Regions from separate parts of the Rattus norvegicus genome. Here region 2 is linked to region 1. The links are chromatin contacts, called in public Hi-C maps. All regions are on one chromosome and are shown on one strand. Each heading gives the region's core, a stretch centred on a gene start, on an enhancer-like site or on the middle of the called end of the contact. The rest is flanking DNA. Distances are from core to core; before and after follow the strand shown.

Region 1 (4,110 bases), core at 1,097-3,596:
ATGTACCATATGAAGGTGAGGCTTGCTTGGAGCTTCTGTACATCCTAGGGTCCAGGGCCACCCGCTCCACATGACTTCTCGGACTCCCAGAATCCTCTGCAACCCAGGTCCAGGCTGAGCTTGGCATTGCTGGCTCTTGAGAATGGGAAAACAGACCCACACCATTACCTGGTCTCTGCTCTGCCTAGGGGGCCTCCCCACATCTCCCAAGCTTTTTTCTTAGCCCAATCTGAAGACAGCCAGCAGGCTCTCACCCAGGAGAAAATTTGGTCCCCTGCAAGGGGATTTGATGGGTAGGACACTGGAGAGGGAAGAGGCCATCTTCTCATGCCTGGCTTATCTGCTCTAGGTCTCTGACGATGAATACACCAAACTTCTCCATGATGGCATCCAACCTGTGGCCGCCATTGACTCCAACTTTGCCAACTTCACCTATACTCCTCGGTCTCTGCCTGAGGACGATACTTCTATGGTGAGCTGGCCCCTCTCAGTCTAGCTGGGGCATGGGGGTGGAGGGCGGGAAGCACAGATGTCAGTCAGGTGTGCATAAGAACTTCCGGGTGAGGCAGGGACTCCAAGAAGGCTATGGAGTCTCCTTCAGAGATAGACTAGGCATGCCTTTTGTCATTATGGGGCCACGGGGTGACTTAGGGGACAACAGTGGGCTGGGTGGTGCCCCAAAGCTGCCCTTGGTATGTGGTCTCAAGGCTTGCAACACTGCCCATTCCTCTAAGATTATATGTGAGCTCGCTTCCAAGAAATCTTAGCTTTTAGGCCCCTTAAATTTTCAATGGTTCGCGTGCCCATTCATCCATTTACTTTTCCTTTAGTTTAGAATATTAAGACTCTAAATTTTTGGGTATGAGGCTTCAGGAGAGGTGGAGACAGGAAGCACATCTTGACAGTGACAATCCTCTGACTGACACTCTCTCCCTCTCTCTCTCTCTCTCTCTCTCTCTCTCTCTCTCTCTCTCCCTCCCCTCCCCTTCCCTCCCCCCCCCCCCCGCCTCACAGGCCATCCTGAGCATGCTGCAAGACATGAACTTCATCAATAACTACAAAATTGACTGCCCAACTCTGGCCCGGTAAGTGCTCCAGCGCTGCCCTTGGAGCAGAGCCCCAGTTCACCTTCCTGTTGCCCTCCAGCCTCAAGTCCTTTGCCCCAAGCATTCTTAGGAGGGGGAGGACTGGATTCGTAGGGATGGGGAGGGCTCTGGGAGTAAGGATCCATTCTCAGACACTGGATGGTGAGTAAAGAGAGGCGAGAGAATGTGATAGGCAGTCCAGAGGGGTTCCCGAAGGAGGAGAGGCTGAGGCCCCTCTGCTGTCCTGGCTCTGCCCACAGGTTCTGCCTGATGGTGAAGAAAGGCTACCGGGATCCGCCCTACCACAACTGGATGCACGCCTTCTCTGTCTCTCACTTTTGCTACTTGCTCTACAAGAATCTGGAGCTCTCCAACTACCTCGAGTACGTGGCTGCTTCTCCCACATCTCCAGTAATGAGGCCCTGCTTGTGTGGCCGGTCCTTTACCTGGCTTCCCATTCTGTCCTTTTTACTGTGTGTGTGGGGGGGGGCCCCACCTTCCACAAGTCATCTGCTCAGTCACAGAGAATGATGACCTGATTCTCCCAGGGCTGCCGCATGCCAAAGAAGAAGCTGCTTTCCGGAACCTTCTGACTGGGTGGCCCCTGGGCATCTCATCCAGCTGTCTGTCCTCTGACGGCACCCAGGGAGGAGGCCCTGGATGACATTTCTCTTTTCTGCTCCCCTCCTAGGGACATCGAGATCTTTGCGTTGTTTATTTCCTGCATGTGTCACGACCTGGACCACAGAGGCACAAACAACTCCTTCCAGGTGGCCTCGGTGAGAGCCTGCCCTTCTCACAGTGGGGACCCTTGGCCTTGCCCTTCTCAGCCAGGGAAGGAATGGCAGTGAGACCAGCAGCAGGGGCAGAGAGAAGGGAGCAATCCCTTCAGTGGGAGGCGTTCCCTCTGGTCCAGACAGGAGGGCTATAACCAGCGCTTTTACGGACTTTTCCAGAAATCTGTGCTGGCTGCACTCTACAGCTCAGAGGGCTCTGTCATGGAGGTAAACTGCCATCCTGCCCAGCTCCTGTTCTGACCCTCAAAGCCAGCGACTTGCAAGCTAGAATGCCCTCACACCAAGCTCTCTAGCCAGGCTGTGGGAGTCATGCCTCGTAGGTTCCATTTTCCTGAAACAGGCACAGGTTGGGGTAAGACTAAGCCCGCTGGGTCAGCCTGAGTCAGGTTTGCAAAACCAGTGGGAACAGGGCAGGCCCACCCCTCAAACCTGCTCCTTCAGGCCAGAGCCAATTCTAATCCCCTCAGTTTAGCCTTGTGGGATGGGGGGCTGGGGTTGAAGGGTACTGGTCTGCTCTCTAATGGCCTCTTGGGTCAGGACCAAGAGCCAAGACATCTGAATTCCGTGCCTTGCGCAGGTCTTGATTCAGGGTGGGAACTACATCTTCAAGGTCACCTTGCCCCAGGCTGTCTCCCGCAGCACCCCCTCCAGAGGTTGCCCCTAATGGCATACTCAGAGAGATATGCTTGTGCTCACTGTCTCCCGGGAGGCCTGGTGGCAGCCCTAGTCCTGCCCTTTGTTCCTTGGGACGCTTGCTCCTCCTCCGAATGACAGCCCTTCACTATCAGGAGACAGGGCCTTGCCCTTGCCTCTTCACTGCCTTCCCTTGTCAGCAAACAAATATTTTCTGCATGAATTAGTGTCCAGGACATCTGGGGATTGTTTCAGAATTTTCTTCCAGCCCGTGAAGCCCTCTGAGCAAACCTTATCGGGTTCCTTCATGTGACAGCTAAGGGCTCTGAGTCACGGAGCTGGCTGGGGACTTACCCAGGGCCATAGAGAGCTCAAATAGAGCACTCTCAAAGGGAATAGGGTCTCTAACTCTCCTTCTCCCTGTTCTACTGAGCTTGGGGCCAGTCCCTGCCTGCCTTCCCTGCCTCTCTGGGAGCCTCTGGTGACGGGGACACTTTGACCCAGTGGGACCCATCTCTCCTCTCCCTACAGAGGCACCACTTTGCTCAGGCCATTGCTATCCTCAACACCCATGGCTGTAATATCTTTGACCACTTCTCTCGGAAGGTGATGGGGCTGTGTGGGGGATGTGTTTGGTGGGAACTGGGAACCGGCTGCACAGAGGGAGCTGCGATCCCCCTTGGGGCAGATCGGTCGTGTGCCACAGGGACCGTGACAGTCCTCCCCTGACACTCTCCAGGACTATCAGCGAATGCTGGACCTGATGAGGGACATCATCTTGGCCACGGACCTGGCACACCACCTCCGCATCTTCAAGGACCTGCAGAAGATGGCTGAAGGTGCCACAGCTCACTGCTGGGGAGGGATGGGTGGTTTAGCATGGAGATCTGAACATCTGGACATCTGGAGTGCTTCTGTCCTGTCCTTAGCCCCTTCCTGGCTATGGTGTCCCTCCAGGCAGACCTAGTACTGGCCATCTTCCATTGCATGGTTCCCCATGGGATGCTGTAGACCTACTTCAGGACGGGCTGCGGGGCCCTTGTTCTCAGAAGGGACAAGGAACCTGGGTCCTCCTGCTTGACTCCGTTGTCCCCCAACAGTGGGTTATGACCGAAACAACAAGCAACACCACAGGCTTCTTCTATGCCTCCTTATGACCTCCTGTGACCTCTCTGACCAGACAAAGGGCTGGAAGACCACCAGAAAGATTGCGGTAAGAACCAGCCCTCTAACCTGAGGAAGCCCAGGCTAGTCCCTCTGCCCAGCTCAGTATGCCTCCACAGTGGTCTGCACACCTTTCTGTGCTGAATTTACCCTGGTTGTATTTTGGGGAGCCCGAAACACAGAGTACCTCAGAGTAACAGATGAAATGTCCCAGATGTGCACTGATCTCACCCAGGGTCACACAAAAAACTAGTGGCTACTGGGAAGTGGGCACTGTACTGGACCATCTCCCGTTAAGCTATCGAGGGTAGGCCCTGGGTGGGACTGAGACATCGGGCCCCAATTTGCCCCCGTGGAAATGGGCTTTGGTGGACAGATGCCACTTGCAGGAGGTGATGACATTGTTGTTTTCTAGGAGCTGATCTACAAAG
Region 2 (4,110 bases), core at 507-3,006, 73 kb after region 1:
TTTGTTTGGGTTCTAATTGTCTTTTACTTTGAAACTGTATGTCTGCTGCTGGCCTGTGCACAAACTAGTTGTGGCTGGCTAGATACAATCACTTGGCCTGTAATACAACTTAAATCATTTTGGCTGGCAATATTCAGGTGTGCTTAGCTATGACATAGTCATTTGGATTGTAATATTTTACTGCATAGACATGGGAAAGGAGAATCACTGATGACAAGGAAGTAAGGGGGACTTAAAATGAACTTTCATAAGTACTGGTTGAGATTCTTGGATAATGATTAAGGGAAATCTGAAACTGTTTGAATGTTCTGAAATTCTGTGTAATAAAGATGGCTTGAGCTACTCCGGTCCGCTTGCTCGAATGACAAGTGGTCAGAGTCCTTTCTTTCACTGACTCCACATCTCAGTTCTGGGTTACTGAACTCACTGGACAAGGACTCAAGCATGTGTGCTTAGAAGTCTGAACTCAGATTCTGAGCTCAGTGGGTGGCAAACACTACCCACTAAGCTATCTCCCCAGCTCCTGTAGAGGCTGTCCTTTTGAAGTTCAGTTTGGGGTTTCCCTGGTTCTCGGTTGATCCTGCAGACCAAATGCTTGACTCCCCTTAAGTCCATCTGTTAACTCCCAACTGCCCAATGTGAGGTCATTTGAAATTGGAGTGTTAGAGAGGTTAGATGAGGCTGTAAGGGCAGGGCTGTGCTCTGCTGAGAAGAATACTCTCGGAAGGAGAGGCAGCTATTATGCACACTGGGCTATCTTTCACTCAGGATGCTGAGGCAGAAGGATCCCAACTTTGAAGCCGGCCTGGGCTACATAGGAAGACCCCTGTATTGAGAGACAGAGGAGGCCCTGAGTGAGTGTAGTTCTGATGTGGGCAGGGTAAGACCATTTCCCCTTAATGGCCAGGCTAAAGAAGGATGTCAGACCCCTCCTTGGGGGTTTCAGAGTGGATTGACCAGTGTGTACAAAAACTGGCACCCGTGGCTTCCTCTTCCAGTATGTCTATAGTCTGAGATTGCTCATCTATGAAGACCTCCTACCTGGACTGGCTAGTCCTGCCCTCTGTGCTGTGCATAAGAATCCACACTGAGGTTCCAGGTTGGGGTTCCAGGTTGCTGGATGTGGTAGGTGCAGACTCATCGCTGCCCAGACCCGCACTGGACCCCAGCTTTCCTACATGTGTGTCTGTCCTTTCTCTATTCCTTCGCCACCCCTAGTCAAGGTTCCAGGATCCTCAATGCTCATGGCAGACCATAGAAAAAGGAAGTCTCTTTCACAGGCTTGCCTGTAATGGAAGATGCAGCAGGAAACAGGCATCTGCATGCCGAAACAGAGAGGTGCGCGGGGAACCAGAGTGCCTTTGCCCTGGAAGTGTTACAGCCTCCATGGCTGGGACATAAATTCTGGTGTTTGTGGCCCCCAGACCAGGGGGTATTGGTGAATAAAAACCTGAACAGGCAAGCGCGGCATGATAGGAAAAGCAGGCTAAATCTTGGGCGTTTGTGTGCTGAGACTCTGGGTCTTACTTAAACCTGTTCTAGCAGCATAAGGGGCTACACGCTCCACTTCATTATTGCCAAGTGTGGGTGGGACAAGTTCTCCACCAGCCCCCAACCACCAGGTTCCATCTGTACAAGAGGAGGAGGGCTCCCTGGGACTGCCTTGTGGGAACTGAAAGGCCAGGCTCCCTGCACGGTCTCTGCAGTACTGGGGATCTTATTAAGGCTCAGCAGGGATGAGAGTCCCAGCTCCCTACTCAGCTTTCCCCGATGTTCCCACAGCAGGGAGTTCAGTGCCTCGCTGCAGACGAGGGTGGGATCTGCAATCCCACTCAGCGTTTGCCGGCATATGGGTGATGAAGTCACAGATTCTTTTTTCTTGGATGCTTGGCTAAAATACAGCAAGTTTCACTTTGCACTAAGTCTTTTAAGATTCTTCTGGATATATATAAATATATATATACATGTATATATTCATTATTCCTCACTGATGATTGACAGTCCTGCGTCATAAGTACGCCCCAGAGGCCTGGTCTCTAGGCAGCACCATGGGAGGCAGTAGACCTCTAAGAAGTGGAGCTTATGGGAGGGAGGATTTATACCCTTCAAGGGAATAATGGAACCTGGGCCCTTCTCTTTCTTTTTAGTTTTCTGGGCATGAGGTGAGCAGTTTTGTTTTTGCCACAGGCTCCTACCATGGTGTCATCAGCCCAAAGCCACTAGTCAACCAATCAGCCACAGCCTGAAATCTCTGAAACTTTGAACTCCAATAAACCGAGAGAGGAGGGAGAGAGAGAGAGAGAGAGAGAGAGAGAGAGAGAGAGAGAGAGAGAGAGAGAGAGAATACTTTACTCCAACCCATATATACAGCCAAACCCTTTTTGCTTTATAAGTTACCTACCTTGGGTATTTGTTACAGCGATAGAAAGCTTAATCTATGTGAGCTACTAGCATGCTATATGTATATTAATGCTGATGTACCTTTCTGAGATGACACTGCCAGCACATACTCTACAAATATATACGCCCCCGTCTGTGGCCTCTCTTTTGCTCTGTTAATGGTGTCTTTTGATGTACAGAGGTTCTTAACGTTCAAGAAGCTCAGCTTGCCACGTTCTTCTTAGTAAATCTGTTCCATCCATGTTCTCCAAGAAGCTCAGCTACCTCATTTCAGCTCCACACTGAAGACGGTGGCCCTCTCCGAATTAACTTTCGACGACTGTGTAAGTGGGGTCAGGGTTCCTTTTCCAACACAGTTATCTCATCGACCTGATTTTTTAAATAGCCCTGACAGAGTGGAGTGTACTCTGTCATAAATCCCACTCATAAATAACGTGTGGATCTGTTGCTGGGCTCTTTATCCTATTTTTAGGTCTCTTTGTTCTTTGGTGGTGGCGGTGGTGTTCCCAAAACAGCAATAAAAATCTCTATAGAGGAGACACTGATAAGGTCCACCCACCTTCTCTCTCTGGGGTGACCACAAGGCCTCTGGGGAGGTATTTATCTCCCCTTCCATGTATTAGCGGGCATAAATGCTCACACGGTCTGTGTTTAACAAAGAAGGTTTTGGTGATGTGGAGAAAAGTTTGCTTGTAGAGTGGAGGAAGTCAAATATAAAGGTATGCAGCGGAATCATCAGGCTCTGCGTAGGCAGCACCGCGAACAGCGGCTCTGAGTGTGTAGATTGGTTAACTCATTTAATCCTCACAGTAGCCTTAAAGGGTGGAGTAATTTTGCTTCTAGTTTACAGATGGTAAACTTGCCCAAGGGCACAGTAATATACAGTACCTATAGAGATCAAATCCAGGCAATCCAGTTCAGAGTTCATGCTGGTAATTAAAAAACAAACAAACAAAAACATGCTTGAACCCTATTGGTTGTCTCTGTGATTGTTTCTTGTGTGAACTTACTTCCTCTTCTCTTCCTCCCAGCCTTCCAGCCTCTCAGACTCACTCCCCACTTCCTCTCACCCTGCAGCACTCAGCACAGATCCATCAAGACTTCTGGAATGGGTTGTTCATCAGCTGTTCCCTTCCGTGTCCCTTACTGTGGGCTCCATGCAAACAAGGTCTTGTCTGTCTGTTCACCTTCAGATGCCCAGAGTGATTTCTGCCACACAGCTGGTGCATGCAAGGATGCCGTCAGAGCAGACTGTCAGGGAGACACATCAGAAGACAGGATGTGTTCCAGTATGAGACAGAAGAAGATGCTAGAATCTGATACATATCCCTCGAGTTTATACATGAACTTGGCCAGCTCTGTAAGCTTGGACTATAATGTTATATTCTGAGATCTTTTCTTTAGTTTTGGGTTAAACATAATACCTCGCATCTACAAGGCTGTCTGGCATACATTAGATATTCAACAGTGATATGACCTTCTTGAGTATTTTTTCAATAATTAGGTAATTTTTAATATTTATTGATTTATTTATTATTTGTTTGTTTGTTGTAATACTGGGTTATTGAATCCAGGGCCTTATGCATGGTAGGCAAGTATTTTACCACTGAGCTACATTCCAGCCCTCAAGTTTCTTAATTCTGCTGCACTTCTTAGGTGCTGTTCATTTGTCTATAACATAATATACATTTTAGGATTATTATTAGAATT

Evidence for each region. A called contact is a pair of places that touch in the nucleus more often than the background predicts.
Region 2: a Hi-C map of Schwann cells shows a contact between it and region 1, with 2.4 times the contacts expected there. The contact joins two enhancer-like sites. A contact is called at or near these places in 3 of 12 Hi-C or Micro-C datasets (the A7r5 cell line, Schwann cells and frontal cortex).

The regions. Positions count from the first base shown.
Region 1 is chr1:165,321,470-165,325,579 of GRCr8, forward strand. It overlaps Pde2a (phosphodiesterase 2A), which reads left to right. Exons shown (of 30, transcript NM_031079.2): 19 at 1-15; 20 at 350-472; 21 at 1,015-1,085; 22 at 1,346-1,468; 23 at 1,777-1,864; 24 at 2,042-2,089; 25 at 3,047-3,121; 26 at 3,255-3,354; 27 at 3,616-3,728; 28 at 4,095-4,110. Among named protein-coding and RNA genes, the nearest start is that of Mir139, 33 kb to the left of the region's middle. Within about 2 kb of position 2,347, at least 4 of the 93 cell types and tissues checked have an H3K27ac peak or open chromatin away from gene starts, as enhancers often do.
Region 2 is chr1:165,394,740-165,398,849 of GRCr8, forward strand. It overlaps LOC120099897 (a long non-coding RNA gene), which reads left to right. Exons shown (of 4, transcript XR_005499356.2): 4 at 1-362. Among named protein-coding and RNA genes, the nearest start is that of Art2b, 25 kb to the left of the region's middle. Within about 2 kb of position 1,757, at least 15 of the 93 cell types and tissues checked have an H3K27ac peak or open chromatin away from gene starts, as enhancers often do.